2 separate regions of the Mus musculus genome follow, and region 2 is linked to region 1. Evidence: chromatin contacts called from public Hi-C data. All regions are on one chromosome and are shown on one strand. The core of a region is the stretch at or near the end of the contact, and the rest is flanking DNA. Distances in the headings are between cores, read along the strand shown. Region 1 overlaps Hacd3 (3-hydroxyacyl-CoA dehydratase 3). Region 2 overlaps Igdcc4 (immunoglobulin superfamily, DCC subclass, member 4).

Evidence for each region. Hi-C and Micro-C count contacts between places; a contact is called where the count stands out from the background.
Region 2: a contact with region 1 is called in a Hi-C map of cerebral cortex, with 3 times the contacts expected there. The contact joins two enhancer-like sites. A contact is called at or near these places in 2 of 39 promoter capture datasets (hippocampal neurons and liver), 1 of 15 datasets of contacts at CTCF or cohesin (large pre-B cells), 31 of 484 Hi-C or Micro-C datasets (the 63-12 cell line, the AML12 cell line, B cells and 18 more), 5 of 115 datasets of contacts at active chromatin or transcription factors (bone marrow-derived dendritic cells, craniofacial prominence, embryonic stem cells and 1 more) and 1 of 9 other capture datasets (embryonic stem cells).

Annotation. Positions count from the first base shown.
Region 1 is chr9:64,987,654-64,993,083 of GRCm38.p6, forward strand. Hacd3 (3-hydroxyacyl-CoA dehydratase 3) reads right to left here. Exons shown (of 11, transcript NM_021345.2): 8 at 4,604-4,716; 9 at 3,321-3,427; 10 at 2,664-2,795; 11 at 1-876. The coding sequence ends at 800. Among named protein-coding and RNA genes, the nearest start is that of Gm25640, 19 kb to the left of the region's middle. Within about 2 kb of position 2,873, at least 4 of the 459 cell types and tissues checked have an H3K27ac peak or open chromatin away from gene starts, as enhancers often do. A contact at or near this core is called in cerebral cortex, where this site is marked.
Region 2 is chr9:65,121,584-65,127,013 of GRCm38.p6, forward strand. Igdcc4 (immunoglobulin superfamily, DCC subclass, member 4) reads left to right here. Exons shown (of 20, transcript NM_020043.3): 5 at 197-337; 6 at 1,068-1,223; 7 at 2,193-2,606; 8 at 3,029-3,193; 9 at 3,702-3,839; 10 at 5,175-5,345. Among named protein-coding and RNA genes, the nearest start is that of Igdcc3, 17 kb to the right of the region's middle. Within about 2 kb of position 2,433, at least 69 of the 459 cell types and tissues checked have an H3K27ac peak or open chromatin away from gene starts, as enhancers often do. A contact at or near this core is called in cerebral cortex, where this site is marked.

The sequences.
Region 1 (5,430 bases), core at 1,623-4,122:
GGAAAAAAACAGTTCAATAAAGTAATCTCACCAACCACTCAGAAATACACAAGTAAATGGACTGAGCTAACCCCAAGAATTATAGATTGATTGTGTGACTGTGTGCAGCCCAAGTAGGTGTTTGTGTTTGCCACAGGCATCATTACCACAACTGATCCTGCCTGTCTCCTGCATCTCTGTTCCCTTCTGACCCCTGCAGCCATTCACATTTGGACTTCTAATCTCTGTTGCGCAGTACTTCTCCCTTTCTCCAGTGTTGAAGGCAGTTCTGATTTAGCTAGAAATGAAGTAGTCATGGTGTTCCCAGGTTCTGATTTCGTTCTCTAAATCACTCTGCCTCTTCAATGCCTGGGAAGTGCTATAGTAATGAATGTCTTTAGCTAAAAGGCATCAAATATGAAGTGTTCTCCAGCCCTACTCTGACTCAAAAAATGTCAATAACCATGTTTATCTGATTTTCAAAAAGTCGGTGCTATGTAGTCTTGTTTTTTTTCGGTTTTCACAAGTGGCAGCAGAAAGACCAAGCCCTGTGAAGACAGACAGTGCCTGTAGGGAGGAGCAGACATGAAGAGGGCCACCTTTGTTATTAAATACACAAGAATGAACTTGTCCTCAGATACCAGATATCCATGTCATGCAAGTACAACACTAAGATAAGGACAGTAGACTCAGGAATGTTACTGGGAAAGAGAGACAGCCTTACTTTAAAAAACAAAACAAAACAAACCCTTATATCAGTACAAGAAGTAGAAGAGTAGGAATCATAGACTCTGCTCAAATGAAGCTACCAAATTCATCTTTAGTGGAGCTTTTTCTTCTTTTGTCCATACCGCCTCCTGCGCTGTTTATAAAGGTGACGAAAATTAATATATAACCCTAGGGGAAAAAAAACCAACTGATTAGAAATGTCCTTGTGACAGGGAAGTGAGTTATCTGCTGTTTGTGCCCAGGCCTCACGGCACTAAATCTATTGCTCAGATACAGCGGAACCCACAGCAGTGCTGCGAGAGGTGTCCAGCCCTGCAGGGGCTTGTGGCCTCACTGCTCATGGCCTCTTGTGCAGGGTTAGACAGAGATAAACCTTGTCTACTGAACAGCTTCTGGATCCAACTTTCCATCAGACTGTGTGTATCTCATGCCTATGATCTGTTCATCTGACTCTCATGTTTTGACACATTTCAATATTAATATAGTCATCAATACAGTTCACCCTACATAGATGATTAAGTTAACGATGGTTTTTGCCTGTTTTCCCCCCATACATATGTAATGAGTGGCTAAATCAGAGCTGAAGGGCTATTCAAGAACTGACTTTTTTTTTTTAAAGAACTTACTTTTTTAAAAGTAAGCTACAGTCTGAAAGTACAAAGCAGTATGTGAGGAAACAGGATTTCAGATGCCAGTTTCAATTCTACTTAACCAGAAAGTTCTGTAGCTTAGCCTCACCTCAGTTCCTTCAGTTGTACAACAGGGATAAAAACACATCACATACTTACTATGAAAGAATGTGCATAAAAAAATTCCTTGACCTATGAACATATACTACCTGGTTAAGACCCAAAATTTACAATTTTGGATTGGTTTAATTTTGAATAATAACATGTACATATCTTTCTATTAAGCAACACTAAAAAAAAGATAGGTCATAGGGTCACTGCATATTAAAATATTTCCACTCTTTACTGGGTACAGGACCTTACTCTATTGCCTGGGCTAGCCTTGAACTTAAGGCAGTCCTCCTGCTTCAGTCTCCCTGCTGCTGTGATTACAAATGTGAGCCACCACACAGAATTCTAACTTTTTTTCATAGGGCCTCCTAAGTAGTATAACCTCCCACACTAAATCATGGAGACCACTCGGCTTTTTAACCTCTCAGGCCATTTGTACTGTTCATCTTCTGTTCAGGGTGGCAACCTCTTAGATGCTCACTACTGATTCCTTCCCTCCCTTCTCTTGCACTGAGCCTTGCCAGTCTGAAGACAACTCTTGTTATCTATCAGTGGCTACGTCTTGATGAATACAGTACACACCAAGAGAGCTAGCACACTGGCAGTGGCTGAACCCACTGTTGCCTACAACGCAGCTATGTTTATTTAAATCTACCAAGTCAAATACATAACCTAAACACCGATGCTTACAGGAAATCCTTGAGTTACGGTGGCTTTCGAGTAATTTTAAGTTTATCTCTTGTTCCGGTTAGTTCTGAGCTTTTCTGAGTTAATCTAGAATTCATGTTGGATACAAACCTACTAAGGCGGCCATAATCAGCGGGGCGCTTCCCAACAGAGACCATCGCCACCTCCCTCCCCCCTCATTTGCCACGCCTCTACCTCCTCCTCAGCCCCAAGTAGGTTAGAATGCAGGCAGCAGGGTTCTCATCTCCTGCTCTTGTTAGAAGAGCTCTTAGTGGGTCATCGGGAGATACTGTATGGTATGCCTCAATATCCACATATATGACAGACTCGCACTGACAGAGCACTCACAATTCAGCTACTGCAGACCTGAGAGAAAGATTTCCACATGCAGCAAACTCTCCTACTGGGTCTGTTTGCACAAATAAAGCCTTTCCCTGGCCACTCTTTCAGAAGTAGAATTATATTAAGGGATGCTAAAACTGAACCACTTAGCTCTCCTGTCTAAAATATGACAAGAGACGTACTTACCTAAAAATAACATTACGAGATAAACTTGAAGGAAGAAGGAAAATCTGACTTTCATCTTCACTGGATATGGCAAAGTAAAACTGAACCTTCCCGACTCGTTGAATACTGGAATGGACTGGATCACTGCCACAGCTGAAAGCAAGCAAGCAGTGAGAAGCAAATGGAACACATGAGCTTCCAGCACCTCGGGCTCACAGCTCCAGCCTGAGGCTGCAGGAGATGTCTCCTACCCGCCTGTACAGAAAGCTCCCGGGTTCTCACATTGCCTCTAAGCTTCCAGGAGACTGATGAGAACAGCCCAGCACTGGGCTTCTGTTTCCTCATCTATAAAATGGGAGGAAATTTTGTGTCTGATCTATTCACTAGGGGCTGTCATAATAAAATGAAATTACTAATAAGATCTCTCTTTGGAATATTAAGAATAGCTTGTAAATAAAAAGCATGCAGCACAGGAGCACCCAGCTTCCAAACCTTACGCAATGAGACCCATGTCTCTGGAACAGTCAGACAAAGAGTATGGAAAAAGGCCATCAGGAAGAAAGGCCTGAGGTCTTAATACCACATTGATTAGATTACGGCTGGCAGAGAGGAAACCAGCCTCTTACCACATGGGCACCCCTGAGAGCTATACTATGAACCTAAAGTTTTTAAAAATACCTTCTGACAAACATCCCAGGGGATATAACGGAATCCACATAGTGTAACGGAGCCACGTGAGCACCTTCCAGTCCATGTCAATGCAGGAGAGCATGTAGAAGGGATACCTATGGAAAACAGAAATCAAAGACAACAGCCACTGCAGGCTCTGAATTCCACCCTAGATGGGCATTCTCACACACCAGGCTGTGAAGTCTATGGGCAGGCTCAGTGTATTCTTCAAGGAACCCTCTTTGTTCAGCTCCGTGCTGGATGCTTAGAACATAGCTTTATTCCTAGCTCTCATCTATGTTCCTAGTAGGGAGAGATGCCTAGCTGCCTCTGGATAAATGAGTAATTCTATAAAATTATACAAAAAGCCTCTAATCTCGAATCAGAAATGCTCAGGCTTAAAGAGACATCACACTGGGCATGGTAGTGCATGTCTTTAAGTCTCATCGCAGAAGAAGAGACAGTAAGATCTCTGAGAGTTCAAGGGCAGCCAAGGCTACATAGTGAGACCTTTCTTCAAAAGTGAAAAAGAAAATTTTTTAAAAATCACAAGAAATTAATTTCTTCCCAAAATGTTATCATCAAAGACCTTGAATCTGTTTCAAATCTTTGTATCCATGGTGCCAGGGGGTTCAGATCCAGGCACAATAAGACATGGTGCAGGCACCACTGCCTCTTCCCACTGTGCCAGGAACCCTGTCAAACTGTCACTACACACACCAGAGCTGAGGAAGCCCCACTGCGTATGACACACTGGGAAAAAGCAGACGGTATGGGTGAGGGGTTTAAAAAGGAACATTGCTTCATTGGATAGATTTTAATTTTGTTTCTCAGAGTCTCAGTGTGTAGGTCAGGCTGACCTCAAATTCATGGCAATCCTCCTGCCTTAGCCCTTTAGAGGGAAAAATATAAACAAACTACCATAAGATGAGAGTGCTCTTTAGTAAGAACCCTCAGGAACGCTCTCTTAACTAACCCACCCAGCCTGGATTGCTGCTTCAACCTTCGTCTTCCTCCTGACTCTTCAAGTATTTCCTTCCCTCTGGATGGATGGGCCTTGGGTCTTCTTTACAACACAACAGTGAAACCTTGAGTTTATAGATGGATCTTTCATTCTTTGGTTCCCTTTGGTCCCTATAGTCTCGGCTCTAAGCAGTGCTTTAAAACGGCCTGTTTTAGGACTGCCAAGCACCCTGATGTAGCTAGACTCCTCACATGTGTAATCCTAATGAAACTTCCAGCCAAAGCAGCAACACACACTCCAGAGCCGGGCAGCATTTGTACCCACCCACCTGAAGATTTCAATTGCGCTCCAGGAATAAAACACAAAGAAAACCACAGCTTTGTTTTGCATTTCTTCCATGGTGCCGAAAACAAGAAACAGAATAAAATTTCTTCCAAGAAACTATTAAAAAGATCCAAAAGAGAGAGAGAATTTAAACATTGTACGTATCTGTGTGCACATACCTATATATCTGTCTGCATTCCCACAGCACATGCATGCACTTACAAATGCTCCCTTTTCTTAATGCACTGTACAGTTTTATTTAAAATGTGCATATGAAAATACCTAAAAGTAATGACATACAGTGTAGCCCACTAAAGGAAATAATATTCGAATAAGATCTTTCTTGACGCATTAAGAAAATCACATCCGTTGAGAGAAACAGTCTTACTTTCTTTGTAACAACTCAGTTAAGATGGTCCCTTTTTTAAAGTCTTTTAAAACTGGTTTGTTTTGTGTGGGGGTGGATGGAAGGGCGTATACCATGACAAACGTGCAGGACTTAGTTCTCTCCTCCTCTTGAGTTGCAGGAATTGAACTAAGGTTGTCAGGCTTAGAGCTTTTACCCATTGAGCCATTTCATGGTCCCTTGTTACAAACCCGTCTCTCTAGATAAATGGGTACTTTTCTGTGTATATACCTACATAACATGTACATTAAAGTGATACAGAATATGCCTTCCCAGTGAGAAATCACTCCACCACTTAGAGTTTAATGAAGGAAAATCCCTTTAATGCTAGCATAAAACTGGTTCTGGCTAATGCACAAAGGGGACCAGCCTGAATAAGAAACCCTATCAGCTTATATAGCTTTAGGGACCCAAGTTACACTTTG
Region 2 (5,430 bases), core at 1,183-3,682, 130 kb after region 1:
CAGTAACTTGTGGGGTTTCACTTGTGTCGGAGAGCATTCTTCTGGCTCCAAGAGAAAGAACTCCAAGGCCTACGCCAGCTCTGCTTGACAGTTGCTTTCCCCTTCTGACAGAAAGAACCATGACGCCCCAGGCCCCCTGCTTTGGGCATTCAGAAGCAGTAATTGGCAAGCTAACCCTGTCCTATCTTCACTACAGGGTCTTTGGAGGCTACCAGGGGGCAGGATGTGGTCATTGTGGCAGCCCCAGAGAACACCACGGTAGTGTCTGGACAGAGTGTAGTGATGGAGTGCGTGGCCTCTGCTGACCCCACCCCTTTTGTGTCCTGGGTCCGACAGGGTGAGTGCTGAGGAAAGAGGAGGAGGAGACTGGGGAAGTGGGCAAGATGGTACAGTATTTCACAGGCTCCAAGTCAGGAGCTTCTGCCTAAAGATAGAAGGAGAGAATTGACTCCTTAGAGTTGTCCTTTGACTTCCATAGCACATGCAAGCAAGCTCACATGTACACACATTCATGCAGTAATAAAGTCTAAAGAAGGTTGTATTAAAGCCCAGTGGTGGTGGCACACATCCTTAATCCCAGCACTGGGGAGGCAGAGGCAGGCGGGGCTCTGAGTTTGAGGCCAGCCTGGTCTACAGAGCAAGTTCAGGGTAACCAGGGCTACTCAGAGGAAACCCTACTTTGGAAAATTCTGGGGGTGGGAGGAGAGAGAGACACAGAGAGACAGAGAGAGCGAGGGACAGAGAGACAGAGACAGGCAGACACACACACACACACACACACACACACACACACACACAGAGAGAGAGAGAGAGAGAGAGAGAGAGAGAGAGAGAGAGAGAGAGAGATTGTATTAAATATCTGCTCCGCCCACCAGAGACCATTTAGCCATCGTTTACCCACCTCCCTTCTGCTTTTCCACCTAGGGATCAGAGTAAGAAGGAACTGGGATTCAAACCAGCGGCTGTGATGCAGCTTTGCAGGGATGTAGTGGGAACCTCGTAGTTGGAGAGGGTGTAGAGGGACAGTTCCAGCGTCCCCCTCCAGCCTGCTCCTTCTCTGTCACCAGATGGAAAGCCTATCTCCACGGATGTCATCGTTCTGGGCCGGACCAATCTACTCATCGCCAGCGCGCAGCCTCGGCACTCTGGAGTCTATGTCTGCCGAGCCAACAAGCCCCGCACGCGTGATTTCGCCACTGCGGCTGCTGAGCTCCGAGTGCTTGGTAAGGAAGGGCTGGTGCTGGGGGACGTTAAGGATGGGTGTGTGTTAGAGGGAGAAGGGGCGGTCCTAGAAGACTAAATGTGAGGGGGACCACATGGGAGGAGTCTGAATTTTCTGATTGGTGGTGATTGTTGGAGGACTGGATTCCGTAGCTGGGGGGGGGGGGGGAGGGAATGGGGCGATTTGAGACGGGGGGTGGGGGGGCGGATTTAAAGCCTGGTTTGGGTCATGAGGAGTGAGAGTGCAGGCGAGCAGGAGTGGGGTGAGGTTATGGAAGGAGATAGTGGAATGGTCTAGGGGGGTGTGTGAAGCCCAGAATCTGTACGTGGTAGCACTCAGAAAACTGTGGCAGGAGCGTGAGTTCGATACCAGCCCTAGCTACAGAGTTGAGACCAGCTACAGAGTGAAAAGTCTATCTCAAAAACAAAATTATTAAACAATGACAATGTCTTAGGCTATTAAGTCCCTATGAGTGTGTGCAGGCCATGGTGAGTGTATTGCGGTCACAGACTGAGTTGAGACAAGGTTTCTTGTTCACTTCATACTCCAGGCTAGCTGGCCCGGGGAATTCTGGGGAATCTCCTGTCTCTGTCTCCTAGGAATGCTGGGATTAATCAGTTGGGGTGATGCTGAGGCGGGCAGATCAGAAATTCAAGGCCAACCTGGGCTATAAAAGAGCTTTCTCAATACAACAGAAAACTGGGGGACCAGGCTTGCTGAAAGCTGGAGTAACTGCTGGGTATAAGAAGCCACGGGGAGGAGAAAGTGAAGTTACAGCCTAGAGCTCAAAAGCTGGAAATCTGCTGGGCTTGGGAGAAAGGAGGACTAGCCCAGGAGGGGTCGAGTCTAGTGGACCAGAGCTGGGCCCGTATGACTAGGGGAGAGGACCTCAGGGTGAGGCTTGGGCGCGGTGTTGGGACACTTGGAGAGGGGTAGGCCCTCTTGTCAGAGTCTCCCTTCTGCCCCTCAGCTGCCCCAGCCATCTCGCAGGCGCCCGAGGCGCTCTCGCGGACGCGGGCCAGCACCGCGCGCTTCGTGTGCCGGGCGTCCGGGGAGCCACGGCCCGCGCTGCACTGGCTGCACGACGGGATCCCGTTGCGACCCAATGGGCGCGTCAAGGTGCAGGGCGGTGGCGGCAGCTTGGTCATCACTCAGATCGGCCTTCAGGACGCTGGCTACTACCAGTGCGTAGCAGAAAACAGCGCGGGAACTGCCTGTGCCGCTGCGCCCCTGGCGGTAGTGGTGCGCGAGGGGCTGCCCAGCGCCCCGACTCGGGTCACAGCCACGCCGCTGAGCAGCTCCTCTGTGCTGGTGGCCTGGGAGCGGCCTGAGTTGCACAGCGAGCAAATCATTGGCTTCTCTCTTCACTACCAAAAGGCAAGGGGTATGTCTACTCTTGACCGCGGGAATCCCAGTTAGGGCAAGTATGGGATGGATAATTAAAGATGAGAGGAAGGGATGGGGAGCAATACTGCTGGGAAGTGATCTAGTATTAGAGAATGGAGTGTACACGCACTCCTTGACGGAGAGAATGCTTCTCTTTCCAGGGTTAAAGGAGCCATCTTCCACCCCCAGCTAACTAACTGCAGGACGGGCTCCTTCAATTAGCACGGGGAGCTTCCTGGCCTATTATGGAATCAATGCAATAAGTAGACTAGATGGCAGAGGCATTTCTATCCTTCACCCTAGATTGTCTGTAACAATTTAGCTATACATAGACCAGTAGGATCCCCAGACAGTCTCCAGCTAGTCAGACATGGAGTGGGCTGTGACAGTCCCTTTGTCCCCCCCGTGCTACCACCTCAGGAGTGGACAATGTGGAGTACCAGTTTGCAGTAAACAATGACACCACAGAGCTGCAGGTTCGGGACCTGGAACCCAACACGGATTATGAGTTCTACGTGGTGGCCTACTCCCAGCTGGGGGCCAGCCGAACCTCCAGCCCAGCCCTGGTGCATACACTGGACGATGGTAGGACCTCTGAACCTGCAGTGACCTGGGACCCAGAGACACTCCCACTCAGGGACAGTGTGGCCCAAGGCCCTCTTCCCTGCCTTGTGATGTCTGTTGTGCCCTATAAAGCAGTGGGCAGAGGTTCTTCTTCCCAGTGTAAAATGGGGAAACTGGGGCTCAGAAAATGAAAATGACTTGCCAAGCTCAGCAGGGCAGCTGGGACTTGAGCCCAGCTCTGAGCCCCCATACCATGCAGCCCTTCTTCCTAACATACATTTACTACCCAGCCATTGGATATGAAAGCTTCTGGCCCACACTGTCCACTAGCCTTGGGATAGAAAGGATGTCTCCGCATCCTCCAGCGTAGGGCTCCCCTGAGAGGCTCCCTCCCTCCCTCCCTCAGATCCTGGGCCTGGGCCTACTTCTGACTTGCTGTGTGACCTGGGCAAGTCTCTGATCACTCCTGACTGTGTCTTATCTTCCCTGTTGGTGGAGCGGAGCTCACGCCAATGTTCTTCTGTCTCAGTCCCCAGCGCAGCACCCCAGCTTACCTTGTCCAGCCCCAACCCCTCGGACATCAGGGTGGCATGGCTGCCCCTGCCCTCCAGCCTGAGCAATGGACAGGTGCTGAAGTACAAGATAGAGTACGGTTTGGGGAAGGAAGGTGAGTGGGGCCGGGGAGGTACAGAGATGTCAGTGGGAATGGGGGTCCTCCCCTAGATGAGGGACGTTGTCAGTGGAAGTGGAGCCTAATTGGGGCATGGGATGAGAAAGCTCTGGAAAAGAGCATTGGGAGACTAGATAGCCCAATGTGTAAAGTATGTGTGCAAGCCCAAAGGCCTGAGTTCAATCTCAGACTTCATGTTAAAAAAAAAAAAGCCTGGCACAGTGGTAGGTGCCTGCTTGTAATCCCAGAGCAGGGGAGGTGGAGACACGGGGACACCTTGAGCTCACTGGGCTAAACCAGTGAGTTCCAGGCCAGCGAGAGTCCCTGTGCAGAAGAGAAGGTGGACAATACCAGAGAAATGACAACAGAGGTTGTCATCTGACCTCCACATGTATGTGTACACACACCTGCACATAGGTGAACACTCACACTCATGGACACACACGGACACAGGGTTTCGGGGCAGTTGAGGAAAAGGGAAAGCAAAGAGGGTCAGTAGCCTGCGCACAGATAAGGAGGGTGATCAGTGGGACCTTGGACTGTTCCCTTTCTGTGAAGGGAGCAATTTACCCAGTGGATCCTTGGAACCCTTCTAGGTTTTTGTGTTTGTTTATTTTTTAAGATGTATTTATTTATTTTATGTATATGAGTTCTCTATCTGCACGCCCACCTGCATGCCAGAAGAGGGAATCAGATCCCAGTACAGATGGTTGTGAGCCACAGTGTGGTTGCTGGGAATTGAACTCAGGACCTCTGGAAGAGCAGTCAGTGCTCCTAACAATTGAGCCATCTCTCCAGCCCCAGAAACCTTCTGGTTTACACACCAGAGAAGATGTGGGAGGCTGCAGGAGTGCACATGAGACATGGGCTGCTCCTACTGGGGAGATGATGCTGGTCTGGGGGAGGTGATGTGGTTGGGAAAGGAATGGAGAGTGAGGAAAAGAAAAGTGGTGAGGGTCAGGGTAAAGCTAAAGAGAGAGGCAGGAGGCTGATGGGAGACAGCAGTCAGGGCTCCTGACACCAGGGACTGCTTAGTGTCCTTAGCCAGCCATCAAGCCTGTGTAAGAGGTGTGTACTGGCTGTTGCTGTTGGTTCACAGGGAGGAAAAGTTCATGCCTTGGTTTCTCCATATGGAACGGAGGCCAATGGGCTTCAGCAGCGATAGGTAGAAGCCCAGGGTCAACCTGGAGGCATGAAACCTGCCTCCGTGCTGAGGGGTCAGTGCCCAGAGGACCCTGGGGACCTGAAATGGAAAAGTCAATGTGATAAATTTAAAGATTGATGGTCCCCCAATGAAGGACACCCAGCAGCCTATCCTTTTTGTCCCAGAAGATCAGGTTTTCTCCACCGAGGTGCCTGGAAATGAGACACAACTTACGTTAAACTCACTTCAGCCAAACAAAGTGTACCGAGTCCGGATTTCAGCTGGCACTGGCGCTGGCTATGGAGTCCCTTCTCAGTGGATGCAGCACAGGACACCTGGTGTGCACAACCAGAGCCATGGTATGGACCTACACGGGCAGACTGGACAGCGGGGACAGGTGCTCTGTGGCCTTAGATATTGCCCCTGTTATTGCCTGTTATTGCC